Regions from separate parts of the Sus scrofa genome. Here region 1 is linked to region 2. The links are chromatin contacts, called in public HiChIP or PLAC-seq maps. All regions are on one chromosome and are shown on one strand. Each heading gives the region's core, a stretch centred on a gene start, on an enhancer-like site or on the middle of the called end of the contact. The rest is flanking DNA. Distances are from core to core; before and after follow the strand shown. Region 1 has its middle 140 kb from the start of PSMG1. Region 2 has its middle 52 kb from the start of ETS2.

What was found. HiChIP or PLAC-seq counts read pairs in DNA pulled down with a chosen protein or histone mark.
Region 1: a contact with region 2 is called in an H3K27ac HiChIP or PLAC-seq map of alveolar macrophages. The contact joins two enhancer-like sites. A contact is called at or near these places in 1 of 47 Hi-C or Micro-C datasets (mesenteric adipose tissue) and 1 of 2 datasets of contacts at active chromatin or transcription factors (alveolar macrophages).

Annotation. Positions count from the first base shown.
Region 1 is chr13:202,634,408-202,637,107 of Sscrofa11.1, forward strand. No RefSeq gene overlaps it. Among named protein-coding and RNA genes, the nearest start is that of PSMG1, 140 kb to the right of the region's middle. Within about 2 kb of position 1,339, at least 9 of the 83 cell types and tissues checked have an H3K27ac peak or open chromatin away from gene starts, as enhancers often do. A contact at or near this core is called in alveolar macrophages, where this site is marked.
Region 2 is chr13:202,411,461-202,414,160 of Sscrofa11.1, forward strand. No RefSeq gene overlaps it. Among named protein-coding and RNA genes, the nearest start is that of ETS2, 52 kb to the right of the region's middle. Within about 2 kb of position 1,376, at least 4 of the 83 cell types and tissues checked have an H3K27ac peak or open chromatin away from gene starts, as enhancers often do. A contact at or near this core is called in alveolar macrophages, where this site is marked.

The DNA.
Region 1 (2,700 bases), core at 89-2,588, 220 kb after region 2:
GGGCGGGTGCAGCCCTAAAAAGCAACAACAACAACAATGGTAATAACAGATGGGTATTTTTGGAGTTCTCTCTGTGGCACAACAGGATTAGTGGTAGCATCTCTGCACTGCTGGGACACAGGTTCGATCCCCAGCCCCACACACTGGGCTCAGGATCTGGATTTTCTACAGCTGTGGCTTAGGTCGAAACTGTAGCTCAGATCTGCTCCCCAGCCCAGGGAGCTCCATATGCCATGGGGTGGCCAGGAAAAAAAAAAAAAAAAGGGTATCTGCGTTGATTCCCTGGAGCAGCAGCAACAAAGCACCACCAGCTGGGAAGTACAACCACAGAAATGTCCTCTCTCGGAGTTCCCACTGTGGTGCTGTGGGTTAAGGATCCAGTGCTGCCACAATTATGGCGTAGGTGGCAGCTGCAGCTGGGATTTGTAGGTTGCAGACACTGCTCTGATCTGGCATTGCCGTGGCTATGGCATAGGATTTGGTCCTTGGCCCGGGAACTTCCACATGCCGAGGGTCCAGCCAGTAAAGAGATGTCCTCTCTCAGCACCTGGAAGCCAGTGTCTAAATCGAGGTGCAGGCAGGGCGGGTTCCCCGAAGGCTCAGCAGGGGGCTCTTCCTCGCTTCTCCCAGCTCTTGGACTGTCCTCAGCTTGCAGACACGTCACTGCAGTCTCGGCCCCTGTGCCGCTTCCTCTCCTTCTTAGGACACCTGTCACCCACCCCAAGGACCTCATCTTAACCTGGTGACATCTACAAAGACCCTATTTCCAGAGAAGGTCATCTGTGGAGGTAGCAAGGTTAAGACTTTGACACGTCCCATCATTTGGGGGGGGGACCACCAGGCAACCCCAGAACACCTGGGCTCAAAAGAAAGACAGCAGTACAACTCCCAATTTTTCACTGCAATATGATAGTTTTAAAATGCATGCAAATAACCTGAAGGCGTGTTCTTTGGAATTTTTATTTGTTGCCCTATGGTGCCGTCATTAAAAGTGATTATCAAGGAGTTCCCACTGTGGCTCAGTGGGTTAAGAACTTGACAGTGTGTCCATGAGGATGCAGGTTTGATCCCTGGCCTCACTCAGTGGATTAAAGATCCAGCGTTGTTGAAGCTGGGGTGTAGGTCACAGATGTACCTCGGATCTGGTGTCGCTGTGGCTGTCGTGTAGGCCGGTAGCTGCAGCTTTGATTCAACCCCTAGCCTGGTAACTTCCATATGCTGCAGGTGCAGCTGTAAAAGGAAGTAAAAAAAAATGATTACTGAGAGACTATGTGGCAATGTGACAAAATACTTCTAACAACGCTGCATCATATGCCTCTGACCACAGTTATGAGAAATGCCTGTCACGTGAGCCAGGCCTGGTGAGGAAACGAAGAGTTAGAGGCCAGAAATTATGAACAGTATTTCTCTTAACATTTTATCTTAAACGTCTCTCTCTCTCTCTCTCTCTCTCTTTTTTTTTTTTTGCTTCTTAGGGCCATACTCGTGGCATATGGAAGTTCCCAGGCTAGGGGTTGAATCGGAGCTACAGCTGCCGGTCTACACCACAGCCACAGCACTGCCAGATTCGAGCTGCATCTGTGACCTACGCCACAGCTCACGGCAACGCCTTAACCCACTGAGTGAGGTCAGGGATCGAACTGCATCCTCATGGATCCTAGTTGGGCTCATTAACCACTGAGCCATGAAGGGAACGCCTTAAACTTTTCTTTATTGAAAATATGTTTTAAATTAAAAACAAGGAAGAAACAAAGGGCTTGTAGCATCTGTACCATGAAACAACTATGAGATCAGGGAAGGGCATTTAACTCTGCACACCTCAGCTTTACTGCAGCTGGGACGGAGTGTATGTCCCTTCCACCTCTGAGAACCGCTGGGGGACTCACATGGGCCGAAATCACCCAAGGACAGACAACCCCCTTGACAGCCAGAGCCATGGAGCAAAAGCCCCTGTCATCACTCCTATTATGCAAGGGCAAATCTGTCCCCTTTTTTTATTTTTTTGCCACACCAGTGGCGTGCAGAAGTTCCTGGGCCAGGGATGGAACCCACGCTACAGCAGCAGTGACCCGAACCCCTGCAGTAACAATGCTGGATCCTCAACCTGCTGAACCACACAGGAGCTCCACGTCTGTCCTTTTAAATGCCTGAGCTTGTCTGTGACCAACAGATATTTTTGGCAACAAGGAACAGGGAGAGGAGGCATTAGCAGATATAAAGAGCACAGAGTCAAAGTGAGCTCCAGCAGCAGACACGAGGGGCCTGGGCAGAAACTTCCAGAAATGTGGGTCACGCTCACGTGATTTCCTCCTGCGTTCGGAGAACTTGCCAACCCACTGTTGGAGCCCCTCCGGCTGGCAGCACCCCTCCCGCCAGGGTGTGGTTCGTTCTTTCCACATCTACCTGCTGAGGCTCAGGACGGGAAAGCCTTCCTCTGTGACGAGGGTGAGCGGTGACCCCACAAAGGCCAAGGCCAAGAGGGAAAAGTAAGGCAAGGTGAGGGGACCTTTGGGTGAAGACGTCATGATGCAGGACTTACATCCCGAGAAACAAGACCCGGAGCCTTTTTGCCGGGAAGCAGCGGTTATTCGAGAAGGCACTGGCTCAGCAGATTCATAGCCAAAGGCCGAGCCCAGGACGCAGAGGGGCATTGCCTTATATACCCGTTAGTTTTCCCGCTGCATCTGATTCCTTCATCCC
Region 2 (2,700 bases), core at 126-2,625:
TGACAGAGAATGGATGTGTGGGCATGGATACCTGAATCACTGCATTGTGTAGCAGAAATTACCACAACATTAAATCAGCTATCCTTCAGTAAAACTTTAAAAAATGAAAAAAAGTGGGGAACTCTGGGGAAAAAAAGGCTTCTCAGTTTGTGGGACTTAGTCCCCATACCCCCAGGACATTCACATGGCACCCAAGTCACAGGGTAGGGCTGGGGTTTGGCTGCTGCTCTCCTTCAGCATTTTGTCCTTCTTCTTCTTCTTCTTTTTTTCTTTTTTTTTGGGGGGGGGGTCTTTTTAGGGCCATACCCATGGCATATGGAAGTTCCCAGGCTAGGGGTCCAATTTTTTAAAAAATTTTTATAACTGCATGTGTAGCATATGGAAGTTCCCAGGCTAGGTTCAATCAGAGTTACAGCTGCCAGCCTATGCCACAGCCACAGCAACACCAGATCCAAGTCACCTCTGCGACCTATACCACAGCCCAATGCTGGACCCTTAACCCTCTGAGCAGGCATCTTCCTGTGAACATCTTAGCTCTGAAGTTTGGGGGCCATGGGGACCAGGGGGGAGATGGGGGGAAGACTGGCCAAGCCTGCTGTGCCCAATGCTCCTGCTGCCGTGTAAAAGGGATGCTGGACATATTTACACAATGATTTCAGAGTTCCTGTTGTGGCTCAGAGGGTTAAGAACCTGACTAGTACTCCTGAGGATGTGGGTTCAATCTCTGGCCTCGCTCAGTGGGTTAAGGATTCTGGTGTTGCCATGAACAGCAGGGTAGAAGCGGCTTGAATCTGGCATTGCCACGGCTGCGGCGTAGGATGGCAGCTACAGTGCTGATTTGATCCCTAGCCTGGGAATTTCCATATGCCATGGTTTGGCCAGAAAAAAAAAAAAGACAAAAAAGAAAATGATATCAAATTTCACCCCCCAAATGCAATTACACACAGGGGGGTGGGGGGGGGAAGCTGAGGTCCGGTGACACTGCCCACTGGTGTCCTTGGCTGCAGAGTATCCTTGACTGGTACCCTCGGCCAGTGAAAAATGATGCCCTTATTCAAACTGTAACTGGACCATCATCTCCTAGTGGGAGGAAGAAAAGTCAGACGTGAAAATACAAAAGTGCCACTTGTCTAGTGAAAGAGAAAGTGTTTCACTGATGGAAATTATGAAGTCAGAACATAGTGATTCAAAAAATTAAAACCACCTCGAAGCGCAGAAAATCGAAACAGAAGCGCCTCTGCTGCCATCTTCATCCCGGAACCTGTTCTCCACCTCTGACCCCCCCAGGAACTACTTTTTTTGACAAGCGCTGAGTCGGCGCCGCCAGACCTGCTCTAACACTGCTTTGCTTCATTTTATTTGAAAACCACAGCGACAACTTCCTTTTTCACTTTCGGGCCATTATCCACATCTTTCCACATCAGCCAAGAGAGACAAAGCTCAGAAAGTAACGGTGCATCCGTCCTGGGGTAGCTCTGTAAGATGTAGGGGTGATCACCGATTTACACTGCTCCTCGGGGAAGTGCACCGCAGGTCGCACAATTTGCAACTTGCAGCACCCGGGTGTGGCACGCCACAAAGCCTGGGGGAATTTGGATTTGAAGGAGATCAGGAGTCGTGGGAAAAAATTCATCAACCAGTTTTAAGATGAAGGCTTCCCACCATATATGTGTGAAGTTTTTCTTCCATGGTTTGAACTTGGAAGAAAACCATGGAAAAACTCCCCCAACAGTCAAGAGTTATGGATGGTTTGACATTTTGTCAATGTAGAAAGGAGTTGAGAAGCTAGGAAAAAAGATGTATTTTTATCTTGGGGGCAAGTAGAGGGTAGATCTAATTTACACAGTGCAAGGATGACTAATGTACAGTTTCATTTCTAATCTGAAAATTGGAGGAGATAAATTGCATAGAGAAACAGAAGTACAAACCAAAAAAAAAAAATGTTTAAGAGGGTAGAAGACTTTATCTTCTTGAAGAGAATAAACAATCTTGAGATTCAGTAATTCCTTGAGAACCTTAGAAAAATAAAATTTGTTCAAGATATTTTAGATATTGAGAAGGGCAGAAGGAACTTTCCCCACCCTGATTATTATGTTATATCAGATTCTCAACTGAGCCAATTTCTTTCTTTCTTTCTCTCTCTCTCTTTCTCTCTTTCTTTCTCTTTCCCTCCCTTCCTTCCTTCCTTCCTTCCTTTCTTTCTTTCTTCCTTCCTTCCTTTCTTTCTTCCTTTCTTCCTTCCTTCCTTCCTTTCTTTCTTTCTTTCTTTCTTTCTTCCTTTCTTCCTTCCTTTCTTCCTTCCTTTCTTCCTTCCTTCCTTCCTTCCTTCCTTCCTTCCTTCCTTCCTTTCTTTCTTTCTTTCTTTCTTTCTTTCTTTCTTTCTTTCTTTCGGCTGTACCCATGGCATATGGAAGTTTCCAGGCTAGGGGTTAAATTGGAGCCATAGCCACTGGCCTACACCAAGGCCACGGCAACACACGATCCGAGCCGTGTCTGCGACCTACACCACAGCTCATGGCAATGCTGGATCCTTAACCCACTGAACGAGGCCAGGTATCAAACCTGAGTCCTCATGGTCATTAGACAAGTTCGTTATCACTAAGCCACAATGGAACTTCCTCAACTGGGCTAATTCTGTCCCCTACCCCCAGGGGACATGTGGCAGTGGCTGGAAACAGCTGGATTGTCCCTCTGAGGGGG